2 separate regions of the Danio rerio genome follow, and region 2 is linked to region 1. The links are chromatin contacts, called in public Micro-C maps. All regions are on one chromosome and are shown on one strand. The core of a region is the stretch at or near the end of the contact, and the rest is flanking DNA. Distances in the headings are between cores, read along the strand shown.

Region 1 (6,681 bases), core at 1,073-3,572:
TTACATGGTGTAAATTGCAATCTAATTAAAATAATATATTGTCTAAGTAATGCATCAGTCTCAATTCACTGGAAAATTATTTAAAATTAGGTTTATTTTGAAAGTCTAGATATCTCTATGGAGATTTTGTCAGCAGTTTGTTCCATTCTAACTTTTGAATTGTAACAACTGGTATTGTGTTTTTTTGGGCTCATTTTGCTTCTGCGTCAACCTGTCCAGATTGCCTTGAATTGGTTGTCTTTACAATGGCAGTCACACTTGGATGTTGGAGATTCAGGTCAAACTCCAAACGTCTGCAGTGTTTCCCTTTCATTTGGTCTGTTCTTCTATTCATTCCTCTTTAATAATTCAAGCTTTTGCTGTTTGGTTCACAGGAGAGGCCACTGACAGTAGCCATTTAGTCTGCACAACTCTAGACTGAATATAAACGGTCAGACTGAAGCACTATAGTGTCTTAAAAACAACACAACACTATCATGTTTGCCAGTCTAGCTTTGACTCAGTTGGCATCAGTGCCATCGCAAGTCTGTCATGAGAGCTTTGTTCTGTTTGTAGTTCTAGTTGTTCTGACTTCAGCTTGTCTGCTTTTTTTGTTCTCAGCGTGGCCTACAGCAGTCAAATCTTCAGGGCTTTTTCAGATTAGTTTGTCTTCTAGTGAAAGTGATGTAAGATCCATGTAATTTGTCTGTAATTGAGGTGTTAGTAGCAAACGTTAGGCTATTTATCTTCATTACTCTATCTGGTGGAAAGGAAATACAGATGACTTTTTGGTGTACAATTCTCTGGCTTTTTCCCCTCTTTTTTTGTGTATCAGGAATTAAAATGTATATACTAGACCACGGGTGCACAAACTTAGTCTTATGCTGGGCCAAAACCAAAACTTGATCGAGGGATATGGGCAGAATATATATATATATATATATATATAAACAAATATATCACACCATATTACATACATTTTCCATTTGCCTTATTTTTTTGCTAATATTTAAAAAGAACCAGACAACATTAATTTAAATCATAATTAATGCAGTAAATCTTTTAAACATTTTTATAATTAACTTACAGTAAAAACATAAAAAAAATCTCATTTATAACTGAATGAAGAATGCTAAAACGCTAGTCAGCCTGCTCCTGTCTTTGACTTGATTTGCTGCCTGAAGTCTTGTGCAATACTTTTTGTCAAGTGACAGTTTTTATATTTTAAAAGTCTGATTAATTTACAACATTTAATTCAATCATTTCATTTCAGTTGGCTTTTGTTTCAAAGAAACAAAGGTTTACTTTAAAATCTAAATAACAATCTCTGTCAAAGTCCCCAACATTTTCTCTCTCGGGCCCAATCAAAGGTTACCATGGGCCAACTTTGGGCATCTCGTTACAACACAGTGCTGATGTTTAAATTTTCCCCTTTAATGTATTGATCCTTTTTATTTACAGTTTATTTTATTATGACATTAATTTACATGCACTCAAAATGACTTTGTTTAAACGACTCATTTAAAATGAGCTAAACTGACACTATTCTTGAGATTTTATTATAATTTTTTTTAGGGGGCAGCTTAATTGTTTATATTCAATTCACTATTTGTAAAACTAAAGTTAAATTCTTAATGTTTTCCCAAAACAAATCAGTTGTGTGGAACTATACCTTTTTTTAAAATTTTTTTTTACAGTGTATCGTTTTTATCACAAAGATAAAAGTTCGAGAAAATAAAATATTCAACAGATGTTTTTAAAAATGTTTATTATTTATTTATTTATTTATTTTATTTATTTATTTTCAGTTCAAAGAATCCTGAAAATTGTCATGGCTCCTTTAAAAAAAACAAATGAAACAAACAAACAAACAAATTAAAAGTTTCCAGCAGTGGTAATAGTACATTTAATAACTAAGCACAATCAGACAAATGAACAAATATACTAAATTACGGTAGCCTATAACATTGGTTTGAGGGATCACATGACATTGAACTAATGGCTGCTGAAATTCACTTCCAATGTCATGCCACAAAAGGCGGTGACTTGAGCTTTATTTAAATCTGGAATGTTTTTAAATGCGTCACAGGTATGTTCAGCGACTGAGGCATTTATAGATATCCATAAATACCCAACAATGCTTTCTAGCTCACTAGAATTCTCTGTCCCCTTCCAGTCCATTGAAAAATGCCCAGTTTTACTCCGGTCAGTGTTCTCATTCATGTTTCGGAAGCCCTGCTCGAAAACAGGAAATAGATTGAGTGAACGGCAATAGCCCACCCTGCCCGTTGTTGTGGCGACAGGAAGCTGTGATTTCATGCCAGACTGCCTGTTCAGGGCATTGTTATTGTGGGTACAGAGTGCTTGGTTCAGAGCCCCACTAGAGGGCAGTAGATACAGATAGATACAGGTGCATGTTCAACCAGGACTGAGAAAACATGAGCTGGTAGTATTTAGGTACTTTATAAAATTCCCTTATGTCTGTACTGTTTTTTTTTTTGTTTGTTTTTTTTTTTATTAACAGGTTTTTTATTTGGTGATTCATTATTTATTTACGGTTTTGTATTGCATCATGGGATCTTGATCCTGCTCTGTCAACTTTCAATGTAGAAAAAGATTTAGAAAGTGAGTCATTGATTTTTATTATTTTTCTTTTGTAGTTTCAAACCATGTATTGTATGAGCAATACTATATGAAGTTTCTAAAATAAAATTATTATTTACTACAATAAACTTAACAGAAAAAAGTACAAGCAGTTTATTACCAGGATTTGTACTGTTATTTATAATCACCAACCCAGATATTACTTAAAACTAGTACTGGGCAAAGATAAATCCAAAATAAAAGTTGTATGTGTATTGTATATGTGTGTGTGTATTGTATTATGTATATTTGATACACACACATACTGTATAGAAACATAACTGTTGTTACGTATAATTTGTTTACCCAGTCCATCTATAGTGCATGTCTTTGGACTGTGGGGGAACCCACAATAACACTGGGAGAACATGCAAACTCCACACAGAAATGCCAAAAGACCCTGCATGCACTCGATCCAGCGACCTTGCTGTGAGCCACCGTTTTGCCCTATGTTATATCAAAACAAGCTTTTATTTTGGATGATTTTGAATTAAATAGGTTATATTAAAAAGTGTCTTATTTTAACTTTTAGTTATCAAAATATCTTGAAATACTTTTTCCACTATGAAATATCAAGGACCCATAATGCCATTCAAAAGCATGAATTAATGAATGAACTAAAGTAAAACACAACTCATGGTGATTTACAGGTGTTTTGCTGTATGTTCAATTCAAATCCACATCAAATTCAAACCAAATCCTGTTGATTTACAGATATATTTTGCAATGGGTTCATTTAGTCCTTCTGTACCATCTCTAATTACTTGTTTTACCAATGCATAACATAAACAAAATCTTTATTGATTAGGTTAGGTGTTTTGGATTTTTTTTATAAAGTTGTATGAAGACACTCCTCTTTTCTTGATTCCATCTATTTCTTTAGAATTTATACAATTTTATAATATCTTTGCATTTAGTTTAAGAAAGTATTAACTGCATTCAAATTCTGCCATTTTTCTCACCCTCAATATGTTTGGGTTTCTTCTGTTAAACACAACATAAGATATACTGAAGAAAGTTGGAAAAAAAAAAACAGCCATTGACTTTATTTTTTGTTCCTACTTTTGATGTCTTGTTTTCTGTTCAACAGAAGTAATCAGTGAGTGAATGAGGATTAATTTTTTCGGTGAACTATTCCTTCAATATGTGTTTTAATAAAATTTTTGGCAAAAGTCATTTACAGCATTACAAACACTGGCATAAATGTATACTGTATCATGTCTACACAGGGTTGGGCGATTAATCAATGTTATCAAAATCCACATTCAGAACCTATAATCGATCAATTTTCCAGGACAATTTTTTTTGCATCACTTTCCCTACCACATGCATGAAGTCACGTGACCCTGCTTTGTTAAAGGCTGAGGCTGATTTGTGCTGCTGTGGGCCACTATGCAGGTGCATTGGATCTCTGGTCAAGTTGGATGATGAACCCATTCTTGAGCTTTACTTTGCACTATACATTGACGATGATGGAGAGCTGTGCCAGAGATGCCTTGAGATGGCATATATACCATTCCATTAAATTAGTATTTCTCATTAAAATATTTGTTTACAGATATGCATTAAATGCACTATTTTAACTATTATTTACAGGATATACAGAGGTTATTTCATTTAAAAGCAATACTACTTTTACTTTTATTATGAAAACATTGAAAAGAATTTATTTTTATTCCAAAAGTGCAAGTTATTTTTTACTTTTTTATAAGAAAAAAAGTGACTTGGTTTCAGCCAATGTGTGTTTTATTTCAGTTGTTCAATGTTGATGTTCAATAAATAATCATAGATAGTGTGTTTGCTTTAGTTCTTTTAAAATCAAGTAATGCCTCCTTCGTTCTGAAAACGCTCTTGCAAATTTACAGTGCAAAACCTGTCAGTCAACTCTGTGGGCAAAAAAATAATAATAAATAAATAGATTAATCGTAATCAAGTTAATGTTCAATTAATCGAGATTTAGATTTTAGGCCAAATCGCCCAGTCCTATGTCTACATTAATAAAGTTATTGGATTCGGCCTAAAGATTGGCATTTTCTCAACAAAAAAAAAAAAGAAAAGAAAAAAGCTAGACTTTTTAGGGTTGTAAAGGACTAGGGTTGCATAGTTTACTGGTGCTATGGTAGTATCGCGATAATATGGCTACAAAATACTTGCGGTGCCACTGTACTTTGTAAACGGTAGTATCATCAATAACGATCTACAATACATAATGTTGCATGTGGAAAATCACTAAAATGCACAGACATTTGTGCAACAATAGACCATTTTATTTGAATATTCTGTGGAGCCCTTTAAGGTTGCAAAACTGTGTAGAATTCACGCCTTTTATGGTAATCTATTGCACTTTTTCTGACACTTTAGTTTGAACGCACATCTGGATTAGTTCATTACTGTTCATGTCAATATGAATTACAACAGCTGCAACAATCACAAAAAGAGCAACTCACAAAGAGTCATTTAGAATTTCTTTGGATTCTTACCTGACAAGGCTTAAAAACAACAAATCTTTTTCTATAATAAGGGAATCATTTATTCAATTCAAGTAGGCCTACTATGACATAAAATACAGTATTTCTTACAATTTTCTTTATTTCAAAGATTTGAATTATAAATTACAGTATCGCAATAATACTTAGGATTACAATACTTCTGCTGGTATAGTATCGTAACGTGAATTAATGGCATCCTTAAAACCTAAAAGAATACTCCTTTTGCTGTTTAACAGAAATGGCAACACTTATTAAAACAAATTTGTAGTGGCACCATTTGACCTCCTTTCCAATTTAAGATTGCATTTTACTCCTATCAAGATGATATGCTACATTTTTTGGTTTTTCAACATTTTACTCCTTAGCTTATTTATCCCAACTTAATATGTTGAAAAATAGTTTCATTCTGTGATGCTTTGAAATCGATCAAGCTTCTAATGACTGTAAACCAGTTTAACTTGAATCCTCATTAACTGCCAGTGTGCAGTCGTAGATGAGAGAGCAGCAGACACGTTAATGAAATGCCCATCTGTAACACTTAATGAGAAGAGAATATTGAACGTCGTGTTCGAAGGTATCGCTATTTTTTAATAGAAGGGCTGCAATTAGTATTGCAATCAGTATTATTCCTCAGGCTTGAACTTGAATTGGAAAAGCTGGCTTATTTTTGAAGGCCTTTAACTTGGGTGAAACTTCACAAAGCCCTGATTCGTTTACACATTTTGTTGTGATTTGCATACAAATTTGTTTGTATGAATAATAGCCTGTTCTAAAAGCACACATGATTTCGCTGTTGTTATGAGCATCAGGTCATGAATCTTCATGCGGGCATGCCATTGGGTCTCAGTTTGTGCAGGTGTTCGGATGACTCACATTGGCTGCAGCATATTGGCACAGTCATTCTAATAAATGGCAGGTAATGATCCCCCCTCTGCTCCTGGCGCTCTCGTGATGTTGAGTCGCCGCAAACCACTCATTTTGATGTTGGCACTAGCAGGTGTGCTTTCATGCCAGCCAGGATATACCAGCTGACTGTTAAGCTGAAGCCACCCCATTCATGCAATTTTGGCACAGGCAATTAATCAAGCAGAATCATACACGGAAAGGTTACAGGCTCTTTTTGTTAATAGAGGAATGTGTCAGATGCTGCTTTACAGCTCTGATGATCTCTGCAGAAATTAAACTGAATTTGCAAAACTGCATACTTTCCATATGTTCTAGTCTGTAGTGTACTCAAATAAAAATACAGAATACTTCTGCTGATTTTGACACCAGACAATTTATAGTTTAAGGACATTGACAAATAGAGGATTCAGAAACAGCTGGATGGGAAGGAACGATTAAAGTCCATGTGAAAAAAAGTGCAATTTTTATATTTTTTATTTTTGCTAGCTCATGTTGTTGTTCTTTAGGCTATAAATCTGTCCAAGTTAATCCACTGATTTTGTTTTGTATGTTGAAGTAGTTCCAACTAAAACAGAATATTGAGTAGTCTGCTGGGCTTTCTACTGTCTTAGACATAATCTGTAGCAAATTGTGCTGAAAAATCTCAATACCTTTACAAAATAGA
Region 2 (6,896 bases), core at 944-3,443, 68 kb before region 1:
CATACAAACTCCACACAGAAACATCAACTGATCCAGTTGGGACTTGAACCATCGACCTTGCTGTGAGGCGACAGTGACACCACTAAGCCCTATATACAGTAAGTGTATATATTCTGTACAATGACAAAAACAACAAATAATAACAAAGAGTAAATCCCTTTGAGCTTTGGTTGGCACTACTACTAAGTCTACATGACAGAACACAATTTAAAAGAAGAGAAAAGTATGACTGTTAACCACAGAAATATCATGTGAGAAATAAAACGAAATAAATATCCTATAAACTTATTCACAGATTTTATTCAGCAAAACTTTATTTACATAAAAGTAAAAATTGTATTGATATATGGTAATTTTTGCCACGAATAGCAGGAGACTGCTTTACATTTATTTTGCTATTGCACAGACTCCATATTATAGTGAGGCTCGAAAATGTATTAATAATAATGTTCATTGTTGAAAACATTTATCATTGTTATAGGAAAATTTTGGGTTTTACTGACTATCCTAACCAGGAGAACGACTGTTTTTATTTAATTAAATTCTGCTAACCCAATTTTACATTCAGAAATGTAAATTCACTAATAGGAAATCTAATTTTATAGTCTTGTTGACTGAAATCTGCTTACATATTACCAGTATCAGAGACTGTTTAAACAAGAAAGTCCCAGACACTTTAAAAATATATAATTGTTATAATGTATTTCATTCATTTGCATGATTGTGTGTTTATACTTTATTCATACTTACCTCCCCAGGCATTTGTATTTTTTCACAGTAAAAGGTTGTATTCTGTTGTTCTTTAAATAAAAACTAAATGAATAAAGGGCAGTGTGGTGGCACAGTTGGTAGCGCTGTTGCCTCACAGCAAAAAGGTTGCTGGTTGGAGCCTCGGCTGGGTCAGTTGGCATTTCTGTGTGGAGTTTGCATTTTTTGGTGTGGGTTTTCTCCGGGTGCTCTGGTTTCCCCCACAAGCCCAAAGACATGTGGTACAGGTGAATTGGGTAAGCTAAATTGTCTGCAGTGAATGAGTTTGTATGGATGTCTCCCGGTACTGGCTTGCAGCTGGAAAGGCATCCGCTGCGTAAAACATATGCTGGATAAGTTGCGTAAGTTGGTTCAGCTGTGGCAGCCCCTGAGGAATAAAGGGACTAAGCCGAAAAGAAAATGAATGAATAAACATTTTAATGAATAATGTAATGAATAAACATTAAATATTTGTTTGTTTTTTGTTTGTTTATGCAAATAGGCTGTTATTTGCTTTTTTGGTAAATGAAATAAACGGTCAAAAGATTAATTAATTAATTAATTTATATGTATGATGTGACCTTTTGGTAAATATCAAATCAAATCAAATCTCTTTTATTGTCACATCATCAGCAGCATGTGTACTACAAACACAATACAGACCGTGCAAAATACAACACATAACATACTACAAAGAACAAAACAATATACTATTATCAATGTTGACAGTAATAAAGGCAAAAAAAATTTGAAAAATAATAAATATGTTAAGAAAAACACACATTACACACATGTAGACACATGATGGACAAGTACACAATCAAAAAGGTGTACATAGTTTGACTGATTAGGCATTATTGTTTTAAGTAAGGCTTTGACTAAAGTGCGTAAACATACATAAATAGATACATAATCACCGATTCATTAAACATGCGAATAATAAACAAATATGAGAAAAAAATACAGTAAAACATGTTAATAATTTGAATGATTTATAATGCAACACAATATATGTTATTTATTAGACGTGAATGTTACCTTTTATATTTTCTTTTTATTATTACTTAATGTGTTACACTTAATATTTAATTTAATTTTTCATTTTGCCTCCCCTGCAATGACAAACGAGACAAACTTAATAATAAAAAAATACTGATAAATAAATAAATCATTTAATTAACTAATAATTAAAAACAAGCCATTTAAAATGAATTATTTTTATTTTTTTATTGTAAATACAAAATCCAAATACAACAAAATGGGATTCAACTTTACAACTTGTGTGTCATATATGGAAGGCTCAACACAAAATAATATACAAAGATACAAATGTAATATACAAAAAACATTCAAGTTAAAATAAATCCAAGCCATTTAAAATTAAACTCGCATGCATGGGCGACGTAAATGCGTCTTATTTAAGCGACGCGAGCAAGGGTGACGTTATTGGACGACACCGTGACGCTATCATCCGTGGACAGGGAGTCGTACAGGAATCGGTTGGATAAAGGCGATCGCGCTTTAACGGAGCAGCATCGGAGTCGCGTGCCGCATCCCTTGCTTTCTCAGATCGGTCACATATTATTCTATGGGGGATCTGAGTTTTTGCAGAAGATAACGAAGAAATTTCAGCTCTCCCTGATGCAGGGCTCCGAAGGGTGCGAATGACGCTCAGACTTTATTTCGGCGGATGAAAATGTTTGGTTTGTGCTTGTAAAACTTCAGCTCGTTTTCAGAGGATCGTTTCATCTTGCGTTCGGGCAAGCCGGAGAGGAGAAGAGGGGAGACCGGTTTATCCTAACCGAATTCTGGATTGGATATCTGAGGAAACTAACCGTTCGTTTGCACATAGGAGCTTTCCCCCTTCGCCTTTCCACCAGTTTCCAGGGTAAATACTTGCGTTTGTCTCTTGGTTAAACTCAGTGTTTTGCAGGCAGGCAAACTTGACCATGCAAGGCTGATATTTAAAGTAAAGGGCCATGTGATCAGCTTCACTACACTACCTCGTGGAGGTATTGGGCATATAGAACGGAATGCATGGCCTTTTCAGGTTTATATAGTATTTTAATTCCCATTTTCAATGCAATGGTGTGTGACGTTAGTGTAGCAGGTTGCCTGGCATTTAAAATTACACCGCGAAATAACACCGAGAAATGACTCGCGTGAAACTGTTGTAATGTTAAGTTACTTAATTATTTTAACCTTAACCCATTTCCGAAATGGGACACTTTAAAACAGTTTTTGCTAGACTTTTGTAGCTGCAGCAAACAAACCTAATAACGTTACAGAATGTGTAATACAGCCACAGTATTTATTTATTTTCCATGTCTGATTGATTTCATTAGTTTGTGTACGGACTTGACCTAAATTTAATGTATTTGCACTACGTAAAAATAAAACATTGTTTGGAAATACAACTTCACAGCAGACGAAAAGGCTTAATTCCGTTGCCTTATAACAGCTATGCATTCCACGACTTTACAACATCATTTATACGGTGTCTATCTACAATTTATGGTCCGTTTACGTTTTAGACAACTAATAATCATCAATGCATCCTTAATATTATTATTCCGTTTGTTATAGATTGTTCTTCTGTTATTTAGCCGGTTAGCAAGAGGATGTTTAGCTTAGGCTAACACTATTAGCACACCCGCAACTGGACAATCGAAACACAGTGTCTTACGAATACGTTTATACGTTTGTCCACTACACTGCCATTTATATGAAAAAGTGTTCTATTTTGTGACCGTGTCATCAAGGGCACTTGAAACATCTGATAGCGGTTAGCCTAGCATATTAGCATAGCCGGCTAACAATCGACGTTCAGCCTTTTGCCACCGTTGCCTCCCATAAGGGGTTTAAATCCACGTGAAGTACCCGCCAATATCCGTAAACAGTTTCTCCTTTGTAATAGTCATTTTAAAGAAATGTTAGCCGGTGTGGGACGTTGTGAGTATGAAATTCGTAATTTGTATAGATTTATGTGCAGCGCGTGCACGGCGCGAGATAAGCACATGTTAGCACCGACTTGAAGTCGATACAAGTTTGTTATTTGTGATACAGGTGCGTTTTTTTCTCTGAAACTATTGATTGAGTTAATTAATCACATTTCAGCTTCGTAACAGTACTGAGAACTTCTTAATGATCTGTAAAACCTCAGGATGCTAAATGCATGAAAACAACTTCTACTATGAACACATGGGTATAACTTCTTGAGCACCGAAAGATAACAACTTAAGTTTCATAAGCATTGAGCAACCCTATAGTATTTTCATTTAAAAATATGCAAGAATAGCTCTTCTCGTTAATTTCGGGGTTTTGCGCTTGAAAATTTCAGCATCATCTGTAATATTATGTAACTCGTTTCACAGGGTTTGTATTGCCATCGATTGCTCCATGTGTTTATGTAATATCTGTTGTCAAATAAAGTTACTTGGAAGAAGGAGGGGGAGAAGTTTCTCTAGAGAACAGGCAGAGGTCAGTTTGCGAGTAAAAAAAAAAGTCTAGTCTTTAGTTTTCAGTAGTTATTTCACCTGTCATGAAGTTAAACATCAGGTGAAATGTCCACAGTCTCTACTGATGAGTAAAAAAAAGGGATTTTAAAGTTTGTCTGAATTTTGTGGGTTACTGTCTGACTGTGTTAAATTGGAGTGGAAGGAGGAAAAAGAGAGCAGGAAACATGAAGGAAAGTGTGTGAGGTCTTTCATCCTCTCACACCCTTTTCACCACATCCATTTCCACCTCCAAGAGCCCAGAGTTACCTATAGCAATCTGGCATCCCTCTCGCATGGGTGCTTTCCCAGCTAATATTTTGTTCTCTTTCACACTGTGGCCTTCATACTATGAAAGCGTATGAGTTTCTAGTCCTTCACATCTCCCATATGGATCTTTGAGATTTGCTGAATGGCCTTAATGTTTTGACAAAACACAAAGAGCGCATACACAAGGCATGACTGGGCTGGGAGATGAGAGAAAGGAAGCGGGTCATCTAATGAGTGGCTCTTTGAAGAGAATATTTTTTTCAGGTCAGCCACTTGTTAGTGGCACTCGGCTAAAATACAAGCAGGTCTGCTGTGTGGTTTTGATTAAAGATAGTCTTGGTTAAAAGGGTTGCAGCAGTCGGCAGCCTTTCACTTCAAACTCCCTTTGTGTTCTCTGGGCTTCTTTGGACTCCTCCGGGTGTTCACTAGCAGCAAGTTTTCTCAAGTTTCAATCGTTTTCTTCTCCTGTGGTGGAATATGACAAATTTTCTTGCTCAACTGAAAGATCTGCTTGGAGTTCTATGAATTTTGGAATCAGTAAATAATGCAAAGGACCAAGTGTTCTGATGAATGAGCTATTTAGTTTACATGGCATGGATTTCAGCTGAAGGCAGATGCTTGCTACAAGAATAAAACTTATAAGGTCCAAAATAGAAAAGGGCTTTAGTTGCTTATTTTCTTTGAATTGGAGCAGAAGTTAATTTTTTTTTCATCATAGCTACAATTATTAGTGCACTACTTTGTTAGGTCCGATTTGAGGCCTATTTTCACAATAACAGTAAGCAGATATAGTCTGCTATACTGATATCCACACCAAAGGAACTTTTCTTTCTTTTTTTAGTAAGTGACCTGCTGTTGTCTTATTTTGCATAAAATTCTGCAATATTTTACCTGTATATATTATTATTAGGTGTGTCAAAATTAATCGTTTCTTTGGTGCACCGCAATGCAGACGCGGACAATTCAGTATCGGTTCTGTAATAATCATAACCGGTTATTACTGACGTCATGTACCTCATATGCGCTCTGTTGCGAGGGAGGCGAGCGCAAGTATTTACAATGCTCTAACTACTTAACTCATAAACTGTGCACAATTTCACGGTGTGTGTTTGCTGGATCAGTCTTTCACTGAAATATACAGCAAAAGCCCCTATTTCACTGCGATTGAGATAATGAAAGTACTCCATTTCTCTCTCTCACACGCACACACACACACACACACACACACACACTGTGGCCCATTTGAACTGCTGGCATGGCTTTTCTTCTCCTCGGCTGTTTTACAGCGTTACTTCTAGATACAGAATCATGAGCGCGTGCCTGCAGAGTTTTCTCCACCACGTCTATCATGAATCAGCTGTGATCGCTGCTGCCGCCTATCAGTGTCACTCATCTGAAGAGCGCAGCACGCAAGAGCCAATTGCAACCATTTTTGTTGAGGGTGTGACCAATCAAAGGGGTGTAAGAGAACTAGACAAGGATCAGAAAGCGAGCTGGATATTTATATTTGTTTGTGTTATTTGCTAAATGCTCGTTGTTCTAAGGTACAGTTTATATATCTGACTGTTTGTATTAAATGACAAAATTGTATTACAAATAGTATATAAATATTAATATATTTTAATACAAGAACTGCTGCTGTGAAGAAAATATAAAACTGTGTATGGAAAGCACCGTTAATGCACCGTGATTTCGAATTGAACCGAATTGATGGCATGATAATCATACTTGAACCGAACCGTGAGACTAGTGTAGGTTCACACCTAATTATTATTGACCTTATTCTAAAATGCGGAAGTGCGCCTGTTTTCGCGATTGTCTTAGAACTTCCGATTCAGTCGCCTATGGGAGAAATGACTAGGAATAATAAACGGCAGGAAATGGCCAAACTACTTGCTCAACAAACAAATGTTTGCATGACTACACAGACCAAGTAGCATAATATAATAAGAAAATATTAAATTGCAACATCAAGCAGCGTAACGAGCAGTTGTTAACGTCAAAAAATGAATGAAAGTGAATGTGACCGGAAGTCGCGAGACAAAAAGATTCAAATGGCAGCGCCCACTCGACAGCTGAGAATAAGGTGAATACAATGTATAATAATTTACAATATTGTTGTAAGTGTTGTAGTGATGTGGGCTTCCGTGATTTTCTTATAGTAGTTGTAATGTAAAATGACTACATTTTCAAGTACACTGGTACTGATTTCTTTACTATATTACACAGTTCTGTTAACATAATATTAAAGAACCAGTAATTTTTTACAGTTTCTTTTTTTTAACTTTACTTAATAAAAACTGAGGTTTATTGAACACTTTAATAAATTTGATTCAAGATTTATTTCTTTTTTTTTCTGATGGATAAAATGCAAAATACCTCAGC

Evidence for each region. Hi-C and Micro-C count contacts between places; a contact is called where the count stands out from the background.
Region 2: a contact with region 1 is called in a Micro-C map of caudal fin, with 4 times the contacts expected there. The contact joins the promoter of fbxw7 here to the enhancer-like site in region 1. A contact is called at or near these places in 3 of 18 Hi-C or Micro-C datasets (caudal fin, embryo and hematopoietic stem cells) and 2 of 4 datasets of contacts at active chromatin or transcription factors (embryo and gastrula embryo).

The regions. Positions count from the first base shown.
Region 1 is chr1:26,691,427-26,698,107 of GRCz12tu, reverse strand. All of the region lies in intron 2 of fbxw7 (F-box and WD repeat domain containing 7), which reads left to right. Among named protein-coding and RNA genes, the nearest start is that of fbxw7, 69 kb to the left of the region's middle. Within about 2 kb of position 2,322, at least 10 of the 62 cell types and tissues checked have an H3K27ac peak or open chromatin away from gene starts, as enhancers often do. A contact at or near this core is called in caudal fin, where this site is marked.
Region 2 is chr1:26,759,451-26,766,346 of GRCz12tu, reverse strand. fbxw7 (F-box and WD repeat domain containing 7) reads left to right here and starts at 2,193. Exons shown (of 13, transcript XM_073951515.1): 1 at 2,193-2,635.